Linked DNA regions of Mus musculus: all the other regions are linked to region 3. The links are chromatin contacts, called in public promoter capture Hi-C maps. All regions are on one chromosome and are shown on one strand. The core of a region is the stretch at or near the end of the contact, and the rest is flanking DNA. Distances in the headings are between cores, read along the strand shown.

Region 1 (2,700 bases), core at 115-2,614, 140 kb before region 3:
AAGCTTTTGCCATTGCATGACACGTGTGAGTCCTAATGTGCCCAACTGTGGATTCAGGCTAACATCTTTACCTTCCCTATATTAATGGTCATTTAATTTCACATCCCAATTTAATTTCCATTACATATTCAATCTGTTTTTCAGTCCTTGTGTCTATTTTTCTAACTTGGAAATGAATACAAACAAGGACAGCTTTGAAGAGCTTTGGTAATATAAAAACCACAGTTTTCTCTTTTTTTTTCCCCACAGTTTTCTTAAATAATAATAATTATAATGGTTTAGGCTCCATCTATTTCATATTTCCAATACCTAACATATACTATAGATTTAATTATAAGATTAAAAATGATAAATTAAATTTTAAAAATTTCACTATTTTAATTATATGTAATATATTCTATGAACATAAATTTTTAAGGCAGTATTATTTTTCTATAGCTAAAACCAAAAATACTGAGAATCTTTGGAATTAAGAAAAAAAAAAAGAAACATTGCAAACAGAAGGAAACTTGGAATGTGGAGTTAAGTGCTTTTTTAATTATAAAAGTCAATGCATATTGTAATGACTAGAAAACCTTTTTTTTCCCACTGTGAAGTCCTTTACAGTAACCGGTTTCAGAATCAGAAAGATCATATATTAAAAATGGTCCCTGCAGTCATCAACATATACAAGTAAAGTCTAGCTACTGTTAAATTAACACTTCGTTAAAATATCAAAGTAAAAGTTTCAACAAATACTTTTTTATGTTATATTTCAAAACAGGACAAAAAAAAAATGAAGAACAGATTGCCAGTTCTATTCCACAGCAGTCAAGTTTCTCAGTTTGCATTTTCTTTTCTTTTGCTGAGCTCTCTGTTGCTGGAAACTCTTAAACCGATTTCAAGGGCTACACCTGAATAAACACGTTGTAAAAGTGTTTATGTATTGAAGTGGCTCAGTTCAAGGTATGGTATTTGGCTGGAACTTCTAATTTCTCTTTTTACAGCACAAGGACTGCCAGAAGGAGGAAGTCTGAGCTGAATTAATACATTTGCTACAGTGGAAGTAAAATGGAAACTACTCTAACCACAAATCAAACTGCCTCTTTCATTTATGCCAATGATAAAGTTTTTCTAAGAAGTATATACACTCTGGCCCAGAGCCACCATAAGTTTGCATTTGAAAGGAAAACTTGTATGCTTATTTGTTTAAGGTTTACTGCTTGGGTTATTTGTAAGCCTTCTCCTGGTAGGACTGACTGCAGAAGGGCTTGTGGGATAACTTTTCTCTGCTATAGGACAATTGTTGACGATACCCATGTTGCCTGGATTGGTGCAAACTTTCTTTTAAGAACTAGCATCGCAACATGTGAAGGACCTCTGTGTCCCTCACAACAGCTGTGTGAACTCTTGCAACACACACTTATTTTCTGATGGTAGAAAGTCTCTCTGTACAATTCATGCGCACAAAAACCTGCTTATGTTGCCAAAATACACGATCTTAAAAACAAGGGCTTATTTGGTCAAATGACACTGATGCTGTCTTAGGGGTTTGCTTCCCTTTTCTTTATTCTTCGGTTGGTTTGGTCTTGTAGTGGACCTTGTAGTGGAGGTTGCTTCATAGTCTTGGCTGAATAAATATTTTAAGAAAACATGCACATTTCTCAAGGGGCAAGCCAGAGTCAATCATGCACATATTTCAAGCCATGTTATATATTACCCTTACAGGATCAGTAACTTCATATCTAGACTAGTAACTGCAATAAGTCTGAGTAATTCCCATGTAAAGCTACAGCAGAAAACTAAATAGTTCACCTTTATTTTTTGGGTGGGGGGTGATTTCCATGGAACTAGAAACCAATCAATGGTTTTCTTTGTGTCTATATAGCGTAGACTATATATTAACTACATATATATTATATACATCATCTAGTTTCATTTTATATAAACATATAATTTAAAGTAACAATTACTTTAAATTGGAAGCATAGTAGTAACTAACTCCTATAATGTTTGTGAAACCATATTTAAATAATGCATAGAAAGCACCCAGAAAATTATATAGTATACTCAGAGGAAGTACTCCAAACATACTGGTACAATTATAAATATTATTGCTACTCCATGGGAAAGGCAGTTTAATTCACCTCAGTTTCTAGAGCCTAGGACACCCTGACTTTTAATACACTCTGGTTTCTCCCTCTTTCTCTGGTGTGCAACCATATGTATAGATTAACAAGGGTCTAAGATATAAACTAAGTACAAATCAAGCAAGCATTGATAAGCTCACATAGGATTTCCTTCTGTATTGAGAGTTATATCAGACTTCATTTGAGTCTTCTGAAATCTCAGGCAACTCTCAGTTCATGGAAGCTCACTGGGAGAGGAATTTAGGAATTTCCACATTACTGAGGCCATCTCTCCAGCACTGCCCAGGTGAGATGCAGGGCCACTCTACTGAGTGCCTGTCCAGCCCCTCTCCTGGGCAAAGTGGGAGAATACACCCTGGTGATGTGGGTATGGGAGAGCTGGCAGGTTGACCAACTCAGCTACCACCTTGGCCTCAACCCAGGGCTTTGAGTTGGCCTACCCCAACATCTGTCCCATCTATGAACTGCTGAAGCATGTGAAGGGGCCTCTCCTGCAGATCCAAAGCTGCAGGATCTCCATGACACAGGTCAACAGCAGGATATCCAAGAGGAGTTCTGGTGAAGATGTATT
Region 2 (2,700 bases), core at 54-2,553, 180 kb before region 3:
TGAGTGAGGATGAATGTCAAAATACTAGGATTTAAAAATGTTTCTCTTATATTTCTTAAGCTATGGAAGGAATTTTCCCCAATGAAAATTAGAACTAATATTTTCTCTTTATTTATTTTATTGAATTTTTTTCATGCTAATTTAACTTTAATTCTGTGAGACAGGAATCAAGGTTAAAAAAAAAAGACCACATTCCACAGTGTATGATCAGTTAAAAGAGAAAGAATTGCAATACAAAAAGTAATTTTAAGATTTAAATAAATCTTCAAAATCATTTGCTGTATGCAGTTTGTCATATATATGCACATATGAATATATACCTGCTGCTCCTTAACTAAAATAGAGGTAGGAAAAGAAAATAGTTTTCTTATATTTTCAAAATGTATGTCACATCTCAAAGCTTTTAGTACCAGAATTGTAAAATTTTTCAGAAAGATTTATTTATTTATTTATTTATTTTATGTATGAGAGTACACTATCATTGTCTTCAGACACACCAGACGAAGGCATCAGATCCTATTACAGATGGTTGCAAGCCACCAGGTGGTTGCTGGGAATTGAACTCAGGACTTCTAAAAGAGCAACCAGTGCACTTAACCAGTGAGCCATCTCTCTAGCCTCAGAACTGTAAATTTTTAATGTATTTTCAGGAAACTTCAGAAGCAGTTGAGGTTCTTATAGATTGTACTTTTTGGTTCAGTACTTTTAATAGCACATATGCATTATCTCATATGGGAGCTCTCTGTTTGTAAGGTCCTGCCTTCATGTGCATGTGTGTGGGGAAACTTTGCTATCACTTTGTCTGATGTTTGGGTGTTTCACTTAAGAGACCTCAGCTGATCGATTAGCCAGCTAGCTTGTGAATCCTCTAACAGTGTTAACCACACTGAAAAGTGGATAGAGCCATAATGCCATCTACTTTCCCACTTGTTTCGTCTATGTAACCTACAACTCTTTACATTCTAGATTTTACTCCTACCATCTCTTACATTCCTGATTTATGCTTATGCACATTTAAATGCGTGCAATTTAAAGAAGTGTTCTGATAGGTATCCAAGTCTTTATTTTTCCTGCTAAAGAGGTAACACATTTTTCTATCATTTCATTTATTTTAATCGTTTTATATAAAACCAACAACTCCAAATCTCATACAGAACGCACCGCTCTTCAGTCACACCTCATATATTGACATTATTGAGAAATGAGGTTTCCACACTATTAAATTTTCCAGCTCATGCAGCTGAGCGCCACACGCACGCTTTTGTTGAGCAAGCACAGAGGGCCTAAGGCCGAGTAAATAAGATCTCAAAAGCTCATAGCCTGGGGGACATGGGATGTAGACAGCTTGCCTCACACAGACTTTAATAACAATAATACAATGTGCTAAGAACTATGATGTAAGTATGCACTAAGTGATGTGGAAATGTGAATGAAGGGAAATGAGTTCTTCACGTGGGTGGGGGACCGGTTTCAGGGGAGGGCTCTGGGACTTATCATTCAGGGTGGATAGGAACTTTCTAGAGGCAGAGGAAGGGTTGGATTTTAACTTTAAAATACTATACATTAAAATGTTAAAATACCTAAAATGTTATTAATTAAATCATATTATACAAACAAACTGATCAACAGCCACAAAGGTTGTGATGTACATTTAACAGACACATGTGTCTGATGCTGTACTAAAGTGTTACATTTGAATTAAAAATTACACACACACACACACACACACCACACACATCACACACACCACACACACACACACACACACACACACACACACACACACACACACACACACACACACACTTACACACACACACACACACACACACACACACACACACACACTTACACACACACACACACACACACACACACACACACACACACACACATGCGTGCGCGAGCCTTTTAGGAGTCTGATGCTCTATGGGCATACATTTCTGGACTCCACTGCACAAACATTTTAGGCTAGACTGCCCAAGGTCATTAGCTGCCTTCACTCCTTGGTGTATTTAGCTCTGCTGTCATCATTTCAGTCCATAGTCAGCTTCCCGTTTACACCATCTCTCCCCCTTTGTGCTTCTTTAAGACTTGGGATTCTTCTGTGGACATTCTTCCAAATAAATGTGTGTTGACAGCTTCTACACTGGAAGATTTCCTGGCCTCATGAGACTTGCAGAGCAGAGGAGGACTCTGGAAGGGGGCGGAGTTGATTCTGCTAGTGCAAGGCAGCAGTCAAGCACAGCCTACATTTCTTGGTATACAGGGATCAAGCTTTATTCTATCACTGGTTCTCAACTGGGGCCCCACAGCTCCCTAGGGAACATTTGTCAATGTCTGAATGTATTTTTGGTTGTCACATTGACGGGGATGGTGTGGGATTTGGGTGTATACTACAGGCATTGAATGTGTGGTTATGCTGAGTGTGTATAGTGCGTCCTACTAAACCTTCTAAAAGACACCAGGCATCTCCTTTAACCAACAAAGAATAACCTGATCCCAAGTGCTGATTTTTAAAATATGACACAGAATCAGATATTCTGGAATACTGATACTCATGTTTTTCAGAATTTTAGAAGTCCGTGTTTGTTTTGTATGAAATAGTAAGGGTCATCTAAAAACATCTAAAAACAGCACACAATCTAAACTTTACCTTTTTTCTACATATTACTTTTATTTTTAATATTATAACATAAT
Region 3 (2,700 bases), core at 91-2,590:
AGGACTTGATGGGGGGAAAAAAATGTAACAAGCTATCCTAAAGTTGGATAAAAGGGATGAAGAGGTGGTTGGGAGGATTTGGAGTACAGGGCGTGAATGTGTTCAAAAGATCTTGTATGAAATTGCCAAGGAATTAATAAAAATATTCTTTATCCAATCTGGGTGGTGAATCCCTTCAAAATCTGTTCATATTATGTCTCAGAAGTTAGTCGTTGTATATATACGCCATCCTTTGTGCAAGCTTGTGCACCTGGGCGCTCTTGATTCCTCCTAGCTGTGGAAACAGTAGGGCCAGCTAGCTCTCCCTGCACAAGACTGTTCCTGACGATTGTGTGCTATCAGCTGCAAGCTATGGACTCCACGCTGAAGAGCATTAGAGTGTTGCAATCTAAGTGTGCTTATGAAGTAGGCCGAATGAAGCAGGGGTTATCTGATTCCAAGGCTATCATATAAATCCAATAATTTATATTTATAATATATAAACTTATATATAAATCAAACATACTTATATAGAAACTAAATATACATTTATATTATAAATATTTTATAAATATATACATTAAAATTTATTTAATTTATAATTACTTCTAACTTCTGACAGGTTGTTTTTGTTTGAATGAAAGAAAAGCCTTTATGAATTTAGTTATTGCTTTTTTCTTTCTTTCCTCCTCCTCCTCCTCCTCCTCCTCCTCCTCCTCCTCCTCCTCCTCCTTCTTCTTCTTCTTTTTCTTCTTCTTAAAAAAACAGTTCTTCATACCCAGGGGGATAGTAAAGGAACTTGTGGTGACGCCGAAGCAGACAGTTAAGTTCTAGTCCTAACCCCATGTGACAGTGGAAGGAGACAACCACTAAAACCAATAAATGTAAAACAGCGAAAAAGAATTCAGCATTTCAACATTTATCTTGCACCATCGGCTTACTGACAACTCTTGGTTTGCTTGTTTACCTCCGATATACCCCCCTCCCTCGCCCTTAATTTAGGGTTTGTGTTTTTTAATACCACAAAGCGCCTCGGCAATTTTAAATAGAGTTTTGACATAAACTCAAACCGATTCACAGTGCCAACCCTACAGGCTTGTGGCTGGGAAGGAGAGAATGTCTGTAGAGAGCCCAGTGCTTCTTCCTCTCAGAGGCCTGGGTCCTGCCTAGAGCTCTGACTCAGGCGAGCACCTGCAGACAATCAGCCCTGAGAGCACCATATTTTACGGAGGGGGGGGGGGAGTGCCACCCTGCCTCAATTAACTGTCCCCATCCAGGATCTGGCTCTCAGCGCGGGACTCAGGTGCCCGCTACACCCCTGCCTGGGCGTTGCCCAGGAACCGCGCCGCCGCAGTGCAGCTCGGACCCCGGGCACCCGCGGGACGCGCTCCCGGCTCTCACCCGGCTCTCGGCTCCGGCCGTGGGATCCAGCACCGCCCACGGCACCTAGGCTGCTGCTATGGGGAATCTACCATCTGCTGCGAAGCACTGCCTCAACTACCAGCAGCTTCTCCGCGAACATCTCTGGAGCGGAGACTCAGTGGCAGGGGCGCTGGATGCGGCGCAGGTACCACCTTGGGCCTAGGGCGTCCCTACCCCCATCCACCTCCCGTCATCCCTTTTGTCTGTGTCACCTCTGTAAGCCAGGGTCCTGCCTGAGGCCCGTTCTATTGTCAGTGTGTGGGTCTGTGGCTGAAAAGCCTCTCATCTTCTCAGCTGTGAACAGCAGGCGCATCCTTGCTGGCCTAGCAGTTTCCCTACCCCAGGCCTTTTGCAGGTCGCCAACAGGAGTGATCATGTCTGTGCGTGTTCTTGGAAGGGCGGTGCTTTTGTTCTCACTTTCTTCCTTGTAATGTGTAACAGACTACAAACATATCACCTTGTGTGGTAGAAAGAGGATGAAGCTAGGGCACACTAGGAAGGCACAGGACGACGATTAAAATCACATGGTATGTTAGAGCATTGACTATCCCTACAGTGTTTTTGCTTAATGAAATTAAACAAGCTTGAATAAAACCATTACAGACTAAAATTATTCCTGCATTTTCCTGAGAGCTTCATAAAGACAACTCATTGTTTATGTATTTATGATTCCATGTACTACCAACAAACGTGCCAGTTAAGTGAGCATAAGGTATATAAAGAAATTTCCTTTTCACATAAAACCGTAAACTTTAAACATAACAGGAAACAGCAGTAATGGTCGTTACCTAAATGTTGAAACCTGTTATGAGTCAAGGGCTTTGTGAGGCCTTAGGTATCATTAGCCTTTTAATTCTAGGCACCTGTTCACTTTGTGAACAGTGTAGTTCTTGTTATTTTTTTTTATTTTAGTGGGCTGGCCTAGCTTTGTTATGTGATGTTACACCAACAGTTCTGACAGGAGTTATTCATATCCTTATGGTGTGGTCTCAGTTCAGTGCTCCAACATGTGAAATCGAAGCCTTCGATCTACAAGTAGGACTTAGCATTCGTGGGTGGTTTTATAAATAGTTTGCTCCCCATTAATTAGAGTATGAGACTGGAGCTATTTGCAAGAGCCAAGTCCTAGAATGGGCATTCTGCCTATCAACAGATGGCTGGATACAATACAGAAGATATGGCATAATTACCCAATGGTTTATTATTCAGAGAGATGAACAAAATCAAGTCATTTGTAGGTAGATGCCTGGAAATAAGCCAGAGCCCAAACAACTAATATCGCCTGTTTCTCTGTCGCCT

Evidence for each region. Promoter capture Hi-C pulls out the DNA fragments that hold promoters and counts their contacts.
Region 1: a promoter capture Hi-C map of liver shows a contact between it and region 3, with 3 times the contacts expected there. The contact joins the enhancer-like site here to the promoter of Hmgcll1 in region 3. A contact is called at or near these places in 3 of 39 promoter capture datasets (the C10 cell line, hippocampal neurons and liver), 1 of 484 Hi-C or Micro-C datasets (thyroid gland), 3 of 115 datasets of contacts at active chromatin or transcription factors (embryonic stem cells, large pre-B cells and pancreatic cancer cells) and 3 of 9 other capture datasets (adipose tissue, liver and pancreatic islet).
Region 2: a promoter capture Hi-C map of the C10 cell line shows a contact between it and region 3. The contact joins the enhancer-like site here to the promoter of Hmgcll1 in region 3. A contact is called at or near these places in 5 of 39 promoter capture datasets (the 3T3-L1 cell line, the C10 cell line and liver), 1 of 15 datasets of contacts at CTCF or cohesin (pro-B cells), 3 of 484 Hi-C or Micro-C datasets (brain, nephron progenitors and pancreatic cancer cells), 5 of 115 datasets of contacts at active chromatin or transcription factors (the 230-238 cell line, embryonic stem cells, large pre-B cells and 1 more) and 3 of 9 other capture datasets (adipose tissue, embryonic stem cells and liver).

What each region holds. Positions count from the first base shown.
Region 1 is chr9:75,869,562-75,872,261 of GRCm38.p6, forward strand. All of the region lies in intron 3 of Bmp5 (bone morphogenetic protein 5), which reads left to right. Among named protein-coding and RNA genes, the nearest start is that of Bmp5, 96 kb to the left of the region's middle. RefSeq lists an enhancer at 187-2,700. Within about 2 kb of position 1,365, at least 11 of the 459 cell types and tissues checked have an H3K27ac peak or open chromatin away from gene starts, as enhancers often do.
Region 2 is chr9:75,831,373-75,834,072 of GRCm38.p6, forward strand. The region is part of intron 2 of Bmp5 (bone morphogenetic protein 5); the gene reads left to right. Among named protein-coding and RNA genes, the nearest start is that of Bmp5, 57 kb to the left of the region's middle. Within about 2 kb of position 1,304, at least 7 of the 459 cell types and tissues checked have an H3K27ac peak or open chromatin away from gene starts, as enhancers often do.
Region 3 is chr9:76,013,637-76,016,336 of GRCm38.p6, forward strand. Hmgcll1 (3-hydroxymethyl-3-methylglutaryl-Coenzyme A lyase-like 1) reads left to right here and starts at 1,341. Exons shown (of 9, transcript NM_173731.2): 1 at 1,341-1,546. The coding sequence starts at 1,439.